Regions from separate parts of the Mus musculus genome. Here region 1 is linked to region 2. A link is a contact called in public Hi-C data. All regions are on one chromosome and are shown on one strand. The core of a region is the stretch at or near the end of the contact, and the rest is flanking DNA. Distances in the headings are between cores, read along the strand shown. Region 1 overlaps Cdk5rap2 (CDK5 regulatory subunit associated protein 2). Region 2 overlaps Cdk5rap2 (CDK5 regulatory subunit associated protein 2).

Evidence for each region. A called contact is a pair of places that touch in the nucleus more often than the background predicts.
Region 1: a Hi-C map of cerebral cortex shows a contact between it and region 2, with 1.7 times the contacts expected there. The contact joins two enhancer-like sites. A contact is called at or near these places in 1 of 39 promoter capture datasets (liver), 2 of 15 datasets of contacts at CTCF or cohesin (liver and pro-B cells), 42 of 484 Hi-C or Micro-C datasets (the AML12 cell line, B cells, ECoMG-derived neutrophils and 29 more), 5 of 115 datasets of contacts at active chromatin or transcription factors (CD8 T cells, astrocytes, embryonic stem cells and 1 more) and 3 of 9 other capture datasets (adipose tissue, embryonic stem cells and liver).

Annotation. Positions count from the first base shown.
Region 1 is chr4:70,295,360-70,299,856 of GRCm38.p6, forward strand. Cdk5rap2 (CDK5 regulatory subunit associated protein 2) reads right to left here. Exons shown (of 37, transcript NM_145990.4): 18 at 3,461-3,589. Among named protein-coding and RNA genes, the nearest start is that of Cdk5rap2, 110 kb to the right of the region's middle. Within about 2 kb of position 2,067, at least 12 of the 459 cell types and tissues checked have an H3K27ac peak or open chromatin away from gene starts, as enhancers often do. A contact at or near this core is called in cerebral cortex and cortical glia, where this site is marked.
Region 2 is chr4:70,256,501-70,260,571 of GRCm38.p6, forward strand. It overlaps Cdk5rap2 (CDK5 regulatory subunit associated protein 2), which reads right to left. Exons shown (of 37, transcript NM_145990.4): 26 at 835-883. Among named protein-coding and RNA genes, the nearest start is that of Cdk5rap2, 150 kb to the right of the region's middle. Within about 2 kb of position 2,776, at least 41 of the 459 cell types and tissues checked have an H3K27ac peak or open chromatin away from gene starts, as enhancers often do. A contact at or near this core is called in cerebral cortex and cortical glia, where this site is marked.

The DNA.
Region 1 (4,497 bases), core at 817-3,316, 38 kb after region 2:
AAATATTTTTAATGCATGTGTGTGCAACTGTGTACATGCAGAGGCCAATAGTGTTATAGGTATTTGAAGGCTCCCAGTTTTTCGTAGGTACTTGGATCCCAAATCTAGTCCTCATTATAGTGCACCAAGCACTCTTAGCTGCTGAGTTATCTCTCCATCCCTGTCCAGCAATTCCTGAAGTGGCCCCTAAACACTCTTCTGCATTTCTGAACAACATATTTATATGAAGCAACATTCATAGAATTGATATTATAAAATCAAAATGTCAATCAACTCTGAGCAATGTTGCAGATCCTATACGCCCTACATGATAAATATTCAGCCAAGATTTAAGCCTTTAAATAAAAATAAACAAGTACATCCACCTCATTAGCATTTAAATTCGCTTCTATCTTTAAAAAATGGTAAAACTATGTGTACACCAAAGGCTTGCTTTAAAACCCATTTCTTTATGATTTGTTATCAGAAGCTGTGCACTGTGCACAGCTAGATGGCTAAGACTGTGTAGAAACTCCTCAGGGGAAAACAGGTCGCCAGGTGGAAAAATTTACAAGCCATTACTGGAGATTCACCCAAGGTCTATTTCTTAATCAATGTGACAGCCTTACTAACACCTGAGCTCCATTAAATGAAGCTCTATCTCCATGTCTTCCCATCCCCAGCTCTCTAACCACACTTCAGAATGACAAAAACAAAAAACCAAAAAGCAACAACAAAAAAACACAAGGAAGTGACAGCAACTACTAATCTTCCTGAGTACTATATCTTGTCAGCATCCTCCTTCTCACATGTCCCCAACTAGAGATGTCAGTTCCACAAGCTGCAGTCATGGGGTTCAACATTCACTACCCTGACTATGTCCTGCTAAAATTACCCTATATGATGGTGACTCCTGTAGCATCAAGTAATAACTGGCAAACACATATAAGAAAACAGGTGCACCTCAACAGAGACTTTTGTCATTAAACTCATTAAAACAGCAGCATAGCAGTTGGTCACCTGGATGATTTCTACATAAACTATCCACACTCAGGAAATGTGCACCCTTCAAGTCCTCATGGGATGGTTCTCATTAGGGGCAGTCTCTTTGGAAAGAAACAAGACAAAATCTATTAGGCCTCCAAACTATTCCTACCTTTATCATTTAAGACTTGTTAGGGAGCCGGGCGGTGGTGGCGCACGCCTTTAATTCCAGCACTTGGGAGGCAGAGGCAAATGGATTTCTGAGTTCGAGGCCAGACTGGTCGACAAAGTGAGTTCCAGGACAGCCAGGGCTATACAGAGAAACCCTGTCTCTAAAAACAAAACAAAACAAAACAAAACAAAACAAAACAAGACTTGTTAGGGGAGGGTAGCTCAAAACAAACTGTATGGTTGCTGCGTATCAGTATACATTGGAATTAGAAATCTGGGAATACAATCTAAGGAAAGAAACTTTAAAGCAGGGAAAGACTGTGTACAGACAATTTGCAACAACCACTTGAAGCAATCCATGTGCCAACAAGTAGTTAGGCCATTAAACTGCAGTTCCTCTGCAAGATGGTAATGATGCAATGACTAAACGACAATTAAAAAAAACAACAGGAGAGAAAACCACATTTCAATGCAAGTGGCACAATCAGATCAGAAGGGAAGGCTTAGAAATCGCGATTGTGCTATTTTCAATCAACAGGATTAAGGTCAGTTATCCATATTCTAAGATCTCTCTCTGTTCTCTCCCCTTCCAGCCCCAACTCACTCTCTCTCTCCCTCTCTCTCTCTCTCTCTCTCTCTTTCTCTCTCAGGGTTTCTCTGTGTAGCCTTAGCTGTCCTGGAACTCACTCTGTAGACCAGGCTGGCCTCGAACTCAGAAATCCGCCTGGCTCTGCCTCTTTTTTTTTTTTTTTAAAGATTTATTTATTTATTATATATGTAAGTACACTGTAGCTGTACACTGTAGTCTCTTTTTCTGATTTACAGCCTCCAAGAGAACAGACATAATACTCTGCCCTCCCTCCCCCTATAAGTCTTGCTGCTCAGAGAAAGCAGTGGACAACGTGGCCATTTCCAGCTGGTCCTGCCTTGTTTTTTGTGAAGGAGACTGACACTCCCTCCCGGAGAACAACAGTCTCCTCTTTTTCCCACGGTACCTCATCCTGGATCCCTCTCCTCTCTCAGTTCCAAAATATAACCATCTTTACATGCATGTACTCCCATCCCATTCCGGGGAAGGCAGGGGAACTGTGCTAAAGGAAAAAGCTTTTCACAGGGAACATCAAATTGAAGTGCAATCTGACAAATGACTCAAATCCAAATCGGCTGGTATTAAGATCTTAGAGTGGGCAGAGGAAAAGGCCTCTATTCTCCAAAGGACATAATGGGACATTTAACAGATTTTTTTCAAAGGGCAAATGAACAAACAAAACTCGGCATTTACAGCTCAAATGGAGCTGCTGAAGAAGGAGCTGCTTATTAAAAACTCAGCCTCAGAGGAAGTAAGCTGGGAGACTTGTTTCTCCCGTAAGTGGCTTGCCGTTGCTCTTGGTTTTCAAAATTATCCGGAGCCCTGGAGGCCAAGATCAATAATAATCCCTGACTCAAAGAAAGCAGACGGCCAAAGCACAGCATAAATATAGTACCTCTGAGCAGTTCCCACTGGGAAAGTGGGAAGACAGCCCATAAACCTCTCCAAAGAAATGGTATGGCCATAGATGTGAGGCCTTATATACCTGGTATTCCAGGCTGAGTTAAGTCCACCCAGGAAAATGTCAGTTTTGATCCTGAGGGACTTCTGTAAGGAAAGATCCTTTGCATTCATGGTGAAACAGCCTGGCTTCAGCAATGACACTGATTCACACATGGGGCCGGGTTCTTTCACTGGAGAGATGAGCTAGCCACGCCTAGAGGAACTCAACATCTCCTGCTCCCAACAGAGCTTCAGGGTCCTTCCCTGTACAGCATGGTTACAAACAGGAAAAGAGACAAATGTCAGAAGTGACGTGGGGGTGGGGAGCAGGTGGGGTATGTAGACATCTTCCTTTAAGTTATGGATATTCCAAGGCTGGACGCATACTATGCAAGCTCTCTGGAGCCATGGCCATTCTCCAAAGAGCTCTAAGATGACATCACTCATCAGATGTACCATCTGCAGCAAATACCCAGAGCCAGGCCACAGTAACATCACAGGATATCAAGCACGTAAGACATGGCCTGAGTTGGAGGAAGCACATGGACAGACTCAATGACCAACGGGGCCCTCAAGACTCTACCACAGCAAAGGCAAGTTCAAAGAACTCCCTCAAATAGACATGCAGTGTGTGTGTGTGTGTGTGTGTGTGTGTGTGTGTCTGTCTGTCTGTCTGTCTGTCTGTGTCTATGTCAGGTATCCTGTCTGTCTGTCTGTCTGTCTGTCTGTCTGTGTCTATGTCAGGTATCCTCTATGCAATTAGCACATGGCAACAAGCAAGACTCTTCTTCTTACCTCTTCTTGTTTTGTTAACTCAAGTCTGTCACTTCCCTGGAAACCCACAGAAGAGAGATCAAAAATGGTTTTCTTCAGGTGCTGGTTGTCTGTGTGCAGGTCCTTCACAAGCTGTATGAGGTCACTGACCTGGAGGAAAGAGCAAAGACATAGAGGTCTCACTTCAAGGCAGAGGCATGAGACTTGTGAGAAGGCTACCTGAGCTATCCTCAGCAGCTTGTCTACTGACAAGGTTAGAATAAGGTCTATAGAATGAGAATGTGCTAGGATCACAGCCACAGAACACTAGAGGCATTTGGTCAATGGCAACTAACATGTTTCTGTCTTGTGACAAAGCATTCTGGAAGAAAGACTCCCCAGAGGTGAAGTTTCTCCAACTATGTCAGATCATCCTTCATAGCAGAGACCTCCTTCTCTCTATGCACAGTTAGCGATGACAGTTATAATGAGCTGTCCTTAGAGCAATACACACACACACACACACACACACACACACACACACACACACACACACGCTACGAGGTTTAGTCAATCATTCTCGGCAAAACTCCTTCCTGATGAGGAACCAGTCATACAAAGAAGTTCACTGTCTGGCTGGCACAGCTGGCACATCTGGAAAACTGTGTAACACGTACCAAGAATCAAAGAGCCAACATGGGACAGAGCAGCAGACTCCAAGGAAGACAGCACACAGTGCCTAAGCTCAGCCCAGTACTCCAGGTCCAGGTCTTGCTAGGCCAAGTGCACAGGCAATTGAGCAGACTCATTTTGTTTCCTATGAGTTCCAAATGCCAACATCTAATAATTTTTCAAAAGGTTCTTAACCTTTAAAGAAAATTAAAAAGAAAAAAAAATCTACCTCATCTATGCACGTAGATGTGCAAGACTCAAAAGAGAAACAAAGCCCAGATCCATGGAGTGGAAGATAGCCAGTCAGTAAAGTGTCCGCCACACAAGCATGAGAATCTGAATTCGTATACCCAGCACCCACATAAAAGCCTGGAAGCCCATGGTGATAGGAGAGGAGGGAAGACAAG
Region 2 (4,071 bases), core at 1,526-4,025:
AGGCAAGTCCTCAGAACAGACAGGTGGCCAAAAGAAAGTATACAATCCATGTTTCATCCTTATCCTTAAATGGCGGCACAGAAAACCAGGTGCCAGAGCAAGAAAGACTTAAGGTCTAGTCCTAGCTCGGCCACTCAATTGCTGATGTGTAGCTCTGACCCACAGGCTCCTCATTCTGAATAGCAAATGGAAATGCTTGCCTTGTGGCCTTAGAAGCAACAAGGGTAATTTCCAGTTGGTGCTAGATATAGCTGTCTTTGAAGAGGGGTGAGCCAAATGGGAAAGTAGTGCAAACCACAGTTAAGTGCCTCATGTAACTATGTCAAGTGACAGGGCAAGAACAGCTGATCTTGAAACAGAGAGAAACATGGTGTTGGCGAGATGTGTGGTCATTTCTGCTCCAAGGAATGGCTTTCCTACTGCTCGGTGGCAGAGTACCGAGCTATGCAGAGCCGTAGTCAGGAGAATAAGGAGCCATGGGGGAGGAAGAAGGTAGGAGGTTGAAGGAAAGGGAAATAAAACAAATCAGCTGACATGTGTAAGTGCCAGGCTTAGGACAGTGGAACCATCAGTCACCTACAGGAAGATCTGCTTGCAGTCACTGACAGAAATACCACACACAAGTCACCTGAGCCTGAGGTGAAGCTGCAGGATCTACAGTGGTGCATGCTGCTTGTTTGGTGTGTGGCCACGGTTGGTCCTGTGGGTATTGGTGCCTTGTTTACAAGAAGCAGCAACGTTACAGAAAGAAAGGGAGCTTTAAGTTAAAAGGACTTGCAGGAAATCCGAGGGTGGACAGTCCTGGGGTTTTCTTAGCAGCTGCTACACACTCACCCCTTGAGCAGTTCATTCTGGGGATGTGGTTCCACTCTGGCTGATTTTCCTGGAAGCAGAGAGAACATCAGAGGATGAAAACAGTTTTCAAAACGGTTTGCTGGCACTTCCTTGTCCAGGTATTTGCAGAGCCATGGACCTGTCAGTTTCAGCTGAGTTTACTCATACTAGCTCCTCAGGAACTGGGTCCAGATAACTGGACTCAACTTAGGAAGCGGCCACAACGGTCTCTCTGAATGCTGCTCCTTCCACTCTCTAAACACGGTAACAGCAGGGCCTAGCTGCAAAGGCCTGTCATCCTAGCTATTTAGGAGACCAAGGCAGGAGGGTCCTAAATTCAAGTTGGTTCAAGCAACTTAGTAAGACTGTTTCATAATAATAATAATAATAATAATAATAAAAAGCACAAGATATGCTACTAGATCTAAGGAAACAGCTTAGTCAGTAAAGTGCCATACAAGCGTTAGGACCAGAGTTTGCTCCCTAGCACCTACTAATATATATTTGTATGTATATGTGTGTGTGTGTGTGCATATATATATATATGTATATATATATACATATATATATATATATACATATATATATATATATGCAGCAGCTTATGTCTAGAATTCCAGCCCTGGAGAGAGGGAGACAGAAGATCCCCAGGCCGTCTTCTTGGACAGGCAGTCTAGAAAAACCAGTCATCTCCAAGTTGAATGATACGGAAGATAGGGAAGACATGTAACATCAACCTCTGTCCTCTACTCCAGCAGCCCCTACCTTACACTTACACATACATACACACACACACACGCGCGCGCGCGCACACACACGCACCTGCACAAACACATGTATACACACATGAGCAGGTACATACACAGATACAAAATTTTTATAGGAGGGCTAGAGAGCGACTGTAGTGGTGCACAGGTTAGTGGTACGGTACAGCACAGGTGAAGTTCTGGGTTCCATCCCTAGTACCATAGAACATAACACAAATATCCTGTGGCACTAGAAAAATATATGCTCACCATGGGGAGTGAGCAATAGAATTATAAAGCCTCCTCTTCCCGCCCCTCCCCCGAGCTGGCACGCTCTTGAACTGCCTTCTGTTCTCTCCTCCAGGCATGTGGGCAGAGATGATGCTGACTTCATTTTTGCACAACCCATTTTAGTATATGCATTTCTCCTACTAAGTTTGCTTTAGAGACCTCCATTGTGAAGATCATGCTAACATTCTATGGCAGGAACACGTGGACTGTATCTTGCAGTTCCCTAGTGGGTATTTAGGTCATCTCCAAATTTTCATTTTAGTAAATAAATGACACAAATATATCTGTGCACACGGCTTTATCTGCATTTAAATTATTTCCCTAGGAAAGACGCTCAGAACTGGGATTAGTGGGGAAAGCAGTATTGAAAAGTGCAGTTGAGTGCAGTTGAAAAGGCCACTGTCGACAGCAGGGGAAATGACTAACAGAAACAACAAAAGAAAACAAAAATAAAGCACAGGATGCTGTTGGGAGAAAGACGCTGTGCTCTGTTCTTGCGTGTCATCGTTTGAAAGGATGCACAGGCCCAGATTTCAAAGCAACTAACAACTTTATTTTAAAAATACTTCAAAACTCTGGAAATTGCAGACCAGGATGAGCTCTTTGAAGAAACTGATGCATGGCTAAAGAAGAAGATAAAAAAGCCCTTCTTTCGTTGCCTTGAAAAAGGAGACTATAATTAGACTGTCCCCACAGTGCTCTAAACTCCCAAAGGAAAAGTCCCAAAACATCCCCGGTAAGGAAAAAGAACACCAGAGCGAGTGGGTTTGTTTCTCATCGGGATTCAGCTTACAGTTCTCACAGGGGGGCCTGCGTGGCAGGCAGGCTCCATCTCTACCCCGGCAGGTCACCACATACCTGCTACTGTACAGCACTGTTACCCTCAGAAAAAAAGACGCATGGACCCAGTGTGGAGGCAGCAGCCCTGAGCACAATGACTTTAGAATGGACTCTCCGCCTTGGGTTCACTATAATCCTACAGTACCAACACTTGCTTCCACTTTACAGCAGGAAGGGCAAGCCCGAGGCTCTGCGCTCTATTCTCACCTTACTGCAGGCTACAGCTCAGAAGCGAGCAGGGTCATGGCAGGTACAGTCAACACTCTATGCCTGGATTTTCTTGGTCATATCTTTCCCATACTAGGGAGACTCTGTGGCTTCCAGAGGTTGGCTGTCGACCAGCCTGGTAGATGCTCTCACGTCTCTAGTGCGTGTCTATGTGTGACTTCTGTACAACTCGTCAAAAGGAGGAAGTCATAGTGACTAAGCCAGATCTCAAAGCCCCAGAGTGAAGGATGGTCCCTAATGGGTCAGGCACCTATCTTCTGAAGGAACAGCCTAGTTGGCACTGGGGCTGCTCACCAGCCTTCAGCTGATGAAAAGCCTCCAACCTCAGACCTCAAGACAGGCCACCAGCCAAGCCTTGCCACCAGCTAGAAGCTACATAAGTACCGCCAAGCAAACACAAGATGGCAGCCTGCTCCATGGGGATCACTGTACACTGAGAGTCATTTCCTTCAGGCACATAGCAGATGTCTTTGGTCTGGGATAGCTGTAAGCATCCTGAGCCTCCCAATCATGAGTACATCTTAAAACCATCAAAGATCTGGACTCATGCCCACAGAAGCAAGTGTCTCAGTGCCACCAACAGAGTGAGCTCTCTCACTGTTAAATAAAAGATCTTTTGAGTAGCTTGTATTACATCCATCCATTCCTCTATCACAATAGGGTCCTTTTAAAGTGAAGTGACAAATGGCCGTCATTTGGGGATTCATGAGGGGATCGTAACCACTGATAAACTGAGTTTCTTGGTGGAAACTGCCTCCACATAGGTGGCAGGAGACCATCTGTCAGCTATGGCAGGAGCTTGGGATGCACAGCATGAAAGCACTGTTTCCAGCTCTCTGGCAAACCTAAGAACTGTGAGCTCATGCAGTGAGGGAGTATCATGTTTTAAAACAGACATCAAAAAAAAAAAAAAAAAAAAAAAAAAAACCCAGCTTTCCCTTTCTTGGGTGACAAACAAGAAGACCACAGTGAGAATGTGACTTGTGAATGGCTAACCAGACTGTCGCTTGCTGCTCTTCAGAAGCCTCTTTTGGCACACAATTTCTCACCACGACTCGACATGATCCCCGTACTCAAACCCAAGTTCCTGGTGTCTCCAACTCCAGGCCATTCTTCTTCTCTCCTTTCGACC